2 separate regions of the Rattus norvegicus genome follow, and region 2 is linked to region 1. Evidence: chromatin contacts called from public Hi-C data. All regions are on one chromosome and are shown on one strand. Each heading gives the region's core, a stretch centred on a gene start, on an enhancer-like site or on the middle of the called end of the contact. The rest is flanking DNA. Distances are from core to core; before and after follow the strand shown.

Region 1 (3,547 bases), core at 671-3,170:
GCTGGAGCGGACTGGACGCCTTAATATTTGGTGCAGTCGTAGGAGTAGGGGGCTGCATGGCGGTAGAGGGACGGCGTAGCTCGGTAGGGCAGCTGACAGCTCGCATTGCTCACCTGGGACTCCCCGAGGGTCGAGTTGTCCAGTCCTAGCCGGTGCGAGTTGAACATCTCCCGGACATTGGGGAAAGTTTGCTGTTGGGTCGCGAACGTGTGGCCGGGGAGGTGGCTCAGGTCCCCGCCGTGGTTCAGATACCAGGAGGTGGCCTGGGTGGCGGGCTGCGGCGCGGGAGGGGGCTGCGGGGCGGGCGGCGGCGCCTGCGGGTGGAGGTGACTGTGATGCTGGTGGTGGTGGCCCGAGGCCCCCAACGCACCCTCCTGACCCGCTGCGAGGTTGAGGGCGCCGAGCGGGGAGCCGGGGCCGCTCGGGTGGTCCGACAGAGCCTCGTCCAGCGCGGGCGGAACGCACACGTGCGCAGGCCGCTCGGCCCCGGTGTACAGACTCATAGCCCGCATGCTGCACTGGTAGCCCGCGGAGCCCGCAGCCTCCAGGCCCTGCGCGCACGGCTGTGCGTAAGCGGCTGGTGGAGCTGCGGCGTATGGCAGCGCCAGCGGTGGCACCACCAGGCCGGCGCGCGCGGCCGCTGGGCTCAGATCGCCGCCCGGAGGCGACGTGCGCAGCGTCATGATGGTCTCCACGCTGAAGCCGGGCAGCCCGTTGGGCGCGGCGGCGTGGTGCTCCGGCAGCGAGCCGTCTGGGGAGCCGGCAGGCGTGGAGGCTGAGCTGCGGGGACTGGCTTGCAGCGCGCCCTCGGGACTCAGCGTCTCCACCTTGGTGATGACCGGCAGCGCGGGTGACGCCGCCTCGCTCTTGACCACCACTTTCTTCTCGGCCTCCTTGGGCCCGTCAGCTACCGGGGTCCCTGTCGGGGCGCCTTTGGCCGAGGCAGGGGGCGGCTCCTTGAGGTGGGCCCGCTCCTCCTTATCCTTGGGCACGTCCTTCTTCTTGAAGCGCCGCCGCCGCCGCAGGAAGCTGCCGTTCTCGAACATATTGTAGGAGTCCGGGTCGAGCGTCCAGTAGCTACCTTTGCCTGGCTTCTTGTCATCGCGCGGCACCTTCACGAAGCACTCGTTGAGCGACAGGTTGTGGCGGATGCTGTTCTGCCAGCCCTGCTTGTTCTCGCGGTAGAAGGGAAAACGGTCCATGATGAACTGGTAGATGCCGTTCAGGGTGATCTTCTTCTCCGGCGCGTTCTGGATCGCCATGGTGATGAGCGCTATGTAGCTGTAGGGCGGCTTCACCAGGTCCTTGGGCGCCGCGGGCTGGTGGTGGTAGGGCGCGTAAGAGCGGCCCATGCCGGCGCCGTACTGCTCCGGGTGGCCGGAGTAGACGCCCATGGGGCTGGCCATGCCGCCGTAGCTGCCCGCCGCCCGGTAGTAGTTTTGCTCGCTCAAGTAGGGTACCACTCCCAGGGCGTTGGGGTCCGACACCGAGTAGCGCGCCTGCATGCTGCGTCCCAGACGCCCGGCCGCCGCCTGCGCGCACCGACTGCGGCCCGCGGGGAGCGAGGCCCGGAGCAAGAGAGCAGGAAGGGACGGAGCGATGCGGGCAGCCCTGGCTCGGGGCAGCCTCGCGGGCCACGCGCGCTGGCGCTCGGGTTCAGCCGACCGGGCGGATCAGCATCCTGGAGGGCGCACCCCGGGCGGCCCGGCTGGCCGCGCGCTCTCGGACCGGCGGATGGAAGCCCTGAGCTGGCGGCACAGACGCCACGCGCGACCGTGGAGCTAGACCAGCCCTTCGGAGTGCTAGAAAAGGAGACAGCGGCTCTCGGGGCTCCGCCAGGAGAACGGCAGCCCACAGTGTCCGCGAGCTGGGATCCGGAGAGGCTGCGCGGCCGAGCCCGGAAAAAGAAGCGAAGTCCCTTTTAGGGATTGGGAAAAGTTTCAAAAGTCTTCTGGCTCAAAGCGAGTTTTTACTTTCTTCAGGCCGCGCCCCCTCCAGGAAGTTTGCACCAATCATCTGGCAGCTCTAGGAAGGATGGCACCAATCAGAACGAGGAGCGCCTGAATCCGTCGGCTCTAAGACCCAGCTGCTCTTAGCCAGCTTGCCCCCCCCAACCCCAGCTCAAGTTAACCTGAGGACTTTTAAAAATGAGTTACATCTTATTAAATTTTATTTTATTATCACATTTTGTTTAACGAGACCACGTGCCCAGAGCAAAAAATAAAAACCCGTTCCTTTGCAAAACAAAAAGATGATTAGTTTGAAATACAAAATTGAATTGATGGAAGTTGGGCGAAGATCTGCCCCCAAGACCTTGTAAGTAAGAAAGAGCCTGGAGATTTTTTCTTTAATTATTGGGTGAAAAGGCGAATAATTAGACTTATTAATTATCGAGGCCTAGTTGTAATGGGTTCAGAGCAAATGGACTGAGTGTGTGGGGCCTGTTGATCGCAGTGGTGAATAATCCTAAGGACGTTTCCAGGTCGGAGTGTTGAGGATGAGCCCACAAAGGAGGCCGGGTTGTAGAATTCGGTTGCACTCGCCTTCACGAGGGGGTCGGGCTGGGAAGGAAGGTTTGGTGGGAAAGCCAAGCCAGCAAGATAACAGCTAAGGAGCAATTGGTCCTCGCTCTTCACTGAGGCTTAGGTGATCGATCTGCGTCTCCAGTCCATTACCTGGGGCTCGGGGAAGCGAGTGAACCTAACAATTGCTTTCCTGGTCTCCTCTCCCCACCCATGCCACCCGTTCCGGCTGCTCTCTCTTCTCCGTACCTATGAAAGCGCTGCCTAAAGGCAGCCAGCCCCCAGGAGCTGGTGTTCCCGTTCGGTGTTGGGAGCCCCAGGCCTGCCTTCCACCCCGGCTTCGCCGCTGGAGACGCAAAGGAGTGCGGCACTGCGTGGCTTCCGACCCGCTTCCTTAGCCAGTGCTGGGCCCAACGAGGATCCCACTCTGCGGCCAGCATCTTTGGGATCCCGTAAATTGACCATAGTTCAGGCTGTTTGTTTGACTGAGTTTTGATTAGGTGAGTTGAGGATCAAGAGCTCCTTAGAGGGCCTGGTAGCTGAAGGATTTTTTCGTTGGCAGCCTTGCCGCACAGCGACACCGAGTTCCCCCGACCTTCAAGCTTGCTCCTTCCCTCTAGGAATCCCCGGGACAGTTTGTTTATTTGTGGACTGGTTATTTATTCCTTCAACACCTCCAGTCTTCATCGGATCCCTGCTCGTCCGCTTCCTCAGAAGCACTGAGAGGTCCCTACGGAAAGGCTCTATGCCTTGTAGAACCTTCTGGAAGTCGTTGGTCCGGTTGGGCAGGGAAGAAGGCGACAGATAAAACATGTGTTTCAGCCTCTCTTCTTCTCCGACCCCCACCCCCCATCCCCACCGCCGTTAGATTTTCCACTAAAGGCTGTGAGAGAGTAGAACTCCTTTTCAGCTTTGACACGGTGGGTGAGGAGACTTTAGTGACATTACACGGCTTAACATCGGAACAGCAAAATAAGTATTTATGCGTATTATCTTTGACTCGATGACCAGAATTTAAAGGAAAG
Region 2 (3,547 bases), core at 289-2,788, 410 kb before region 1:
AAAAAAAATAGAAATGAGTTCAGGTCTCTGCCCGGGGCTGTGCACTAAGTCCTGAGGCCCGTTTGATTTAGAAGAAACTTTTGTTCAGTTCTTGGTCAGCTCTTGGCTGGGTACCTGTGGGAAGGCTCAGGCTGGACACTGATCGATGCCCCAGCTTGAGTCCCTCACCCAGGCTTTCTGTCCCTTAGAGACCCTGAAACACTTCTGGAGCACACCGCAGGTGCACAGCCTGGTACCCAAGCTTCAGACACGCCCTGGTTTCCTACCCTCAAAGGCAGATGCAGGAGTCTGGGTATCAAGAGCTCAGCCATGCCTGCTCCATGGCTGCAGGTTTCACGGGGGCTGCAGCCAGGTGCGTGAAGAGCTCTGACACACCCAGGTTACTCAGGCTGGACCCTCCTTGAGGGCCTGAGGGGAGAGGGCATCATGGCTGTTTTTGAGGGTTCCCTCTAGGTCACAGACAGAGAAATCTGAGGGAGGATCTCACATAAGGACATAGAGGATTCTTTCTGAGCGTCTGGAAGGGGCACGGTGAGCAGAGGGACAGCCCAGGCAAAGGTAGAGAGGAGGAGAGACCCAGCCAGGGGCCAGAGGAGGGCCATTCAGGGGAAGAGAGGCAGTGGACACCTGCGTGAGAAAGGACACACTCACTCTCTGATTCCTGGCTGCTGTGCTTCTAGAGTGACTTCGCACCAGGGTCGGTGTTACCCTGTCCCAGGGAACCCGTCCAGCAAGGACCGAGTACACAGCTCCAGACACACACTCCCTGAAATACCGCATCCAGGTTATCCCTGCGGTTTCCTGTTTGAGAGATCAGGTCTGGGAGCAGTCATCCATTTCAAGGGACCCCTGGCTGCTTAGGCCTCCTTGAGACCCACTCCTGACTTGATTTCCCCTACTTCTGCTTCTCTCTAGCTTCTGCTCATCCTTGCTGGTACGGAGGCCTCCTGTGGTGGCTACCTTTACTGTGAGGAGGTGGCCGGACCCAGCTGCCTTTATGCTCATTCCCTAGGCTCCTACTCTTTCTCACTAGGACCTCAGACCCCAGTAGAAGGCTAGATCTGTGGAATCTCCAGGGCTGTATCTGGAGGGCCAGGTGGATCATTCTGGAAGCTGCTGGGTAAACTCTGTAAATCAGTGCAGGGGGCTCTGGGCCTCTGTAGCTTGTGGCTTCCCCTGGCTTCTCCTGGATGGTCAGCTGTGGCGTTGACTGCTATCCTGGGCGGGGGGGGGGCTTTGGATCTAGCTCTGAACTTACATATACCCGTACGTGTGTATACAGACAGGCACGCACGCATATGCACATGTATGCACACACATGCAGATACGTGTGTGTGTGTCTTCGGACTGCTTGCTGTTTGGCTTTCTATTGGGAGGCAGATGTCAACTGTAGGTTTACCAGGGACAGTACCAGACTGTAGGGGCAGTACTGGGGGCCAGGAACGTCTCCAGGTGAGGCACAGGCACACTGTCCCTGAGCAGGACCCCAGCTTCTGGCAGCCAGGAGGAGGCGGAGCCTGGAACACTCACAGGTTTAGTCAACACCCGGAAGTCCTTAACGTGAGAGGGACCCGGCAGCCCTGCCCTCTGCAGCCCCCGCCAAGCACCTCACAGTGTGGCTTTTGTTCAGGGGTCTGGAGTGTAAAATCAGAGTGGCAGGCACGCGGAGTGTTTCCTGGCTCTCCGCTCAAGTGACAGTCTGTAATCCCAGATGTCCCCTCCCCCTGGCTGCACCTCAGGTTCACAGCAAGAGCCCCCACACCCCCCAGCTGATCTCCCTCATTTCTTCAGCAGCTGTGAAGGGCTATTTGTGACACACTCCCGTGTGTCTGTGATCGCAGGGCCTTCCTGCACACACGTGAAGGAGCCTTGTTCGACACGCTGCCTTCTTGGTTTTCAGTGCAGTACAAATATCTTTTCTCTCATTCCAAGAGTCCCGCCATGCCTGTTACCAGTGTGGGAGCTGCAGACTCCATGTTTGTTCTGTCTTTGTTCCAGTGGCCTGACTGATTCCACCACTCATGGCAACTGCCATCTCCCTGTTAAAGTTTCTTTTCTTCTCTCTCTCTCAATTTTTGACTTTTAAATTAGCATGTAGGATAAGGGAGATGGCTCCATCAAGTAAAGACACTTGCTGACAAGCTGACCCCCTGAAGTTGTCCTCTGACCTCCACACACGGGCTTGTGTTCCTCTCCCTGTAAGTACAGATGAAACATTGGATTTTATATGGCATTTTCAGACAAAGGTTGTCTTTGTTGATATTTTTCCTGGACTGGAGTAATTTTTTTCTTTTTCTTTTTTTTTCGGGGCTGGGGACCGAACCCAGGACCTTGCGCTTCCTAGGTAAGCGCTCTACCACTGAGCCAAATCCCCAACCCCTGGAGTAATTTTGTATATGTGTGATATGTGTATGTTTGTGTGTGTGTGTGTGTGTGTGGTATATGTATGTGTTTGTGTACTGTGTTATGTGTGTGTTTGTGTATGTGTGGCATATAGATGTGTTTCTGTATGTGGTGTATGTGTTTGTATATGTGTGGTATATGTATGTGTTTCTGTATGTGTGATATATATATGTGTTTATGTGTGTGTGTGGTATGTGTGTATGTGTGGTATATGTATGTGTTTGTATGTGTGTGTGGTATATGTATGTATGTGTGGTATATGTATGTATTTGTATATGTAAGGTGTATGTATGTGTTTGTATATGTGAGGTGTATGTATGTGTTTGTATATGTGAGGTGTATGTATGTGTTTGTATATGAGAAGTGTATGTATGTGTTTGTATATGAGAAGTGTATGTATGTATTTGTGTGTGGTATATGTATGTATTTGTATATGTGAGGTGTATGTATGTGTTTGTATATGTGAGGTGTATGTATGTGTTTGTATATGAGAAGTGTATGTATGTATTTGTGTGTGGTATATGTATGTATTTGTATATGTGAGGTGTATGTATGTGTTTGTATATGAGAAGTGTATGTATGTGTTTGTGTGTGTGGTATATGTATGTGTTTGTGTGTGGTGTGTGTATGTGTTTGTGTGTGTGGTATATGTATGTGTTTGTATATGTGAGGTGTATGTATGTATTTGTATATGTGAGGTATATGTATGTGTTTGTGTCTGGTGTATGTATGTGCTTGTGTGTGATATATGTATGTGTTTGTGTGTGTGGTGTATGTATGTGTTTGTGTGTGTGGCAAGTGTGTATGTAGATGCGTATTGCGAATGGAGGCCAGGGACTGACATCTGTTATTGTCTTCAGTTTCTCTCCACCTTATATGTTTAAAAAACTATCACCTTTATTTATATGTACAAATACCACATGTGTAGAGATCAAAGGACTTGGGGATTATTGGTTCTCTCCTTCTACTGTGGAACCCTGGGATTGAACTCGGATCTCTAGGATTTGTGGCAAGCCCCATTAGCCTGCTGAGACATCTCTCCGGTCATACTTTATTTTTTGAGACAGGGTTTCTCTCTGAACCTGTAGCTCTCTGACTTGTAAGGCTGTCTGGCTAGTGGGTTATAAAGACCTGCTTGTCTCTA

What was found. Hi-C and Micro-C count contacts between places; a contact is called where the count stands out from the background.
Region 2: a Hi-C map of Schwann cells shows a contact between it and region 1, with 6 times the contacts expected there. The contact joins the enhancer-like site here to the promoter of Foxc2 in region 1. A contact is called at or near these places in 12 of 12 Hi-C or Micro-C datasets (the A7r5 cell line, the Rat2 cell line, Schwann cells and 7 more) and 1 of 1 datasets of contacts at active chromatin or transcription factors (oligodendrocytes).

The regions. Positions count from the first base shown.
Region 1 is chr19:66,093,091-66,096,637 of GRCr8, reverse strand. Foxc2 (forkhead box C2) reads right to left here and starts at 1,920. Exons shown (of 1, transcript NM_001101680.1): 1 at 1-1,920. The coding sequence starts at 1,505. The coding sequence ends at 21.
Region 2 is chr19:66,498,057-66,501,603 of GRCr8, reverse strand. No RefSeq gene overlaps it. Among named protein-coding and RNA genes, the nearest start is that of C19h16orf95, 27 kb to the left of the region's middle. Within about 2 kb of position 1,538, at least 5 of the 93 cell types and tissues checked have an H3K27ac peak or open chromatin away from gene starts, as enhancers often do. A contact at or near this core is called in Schwann cells, where this site is marked.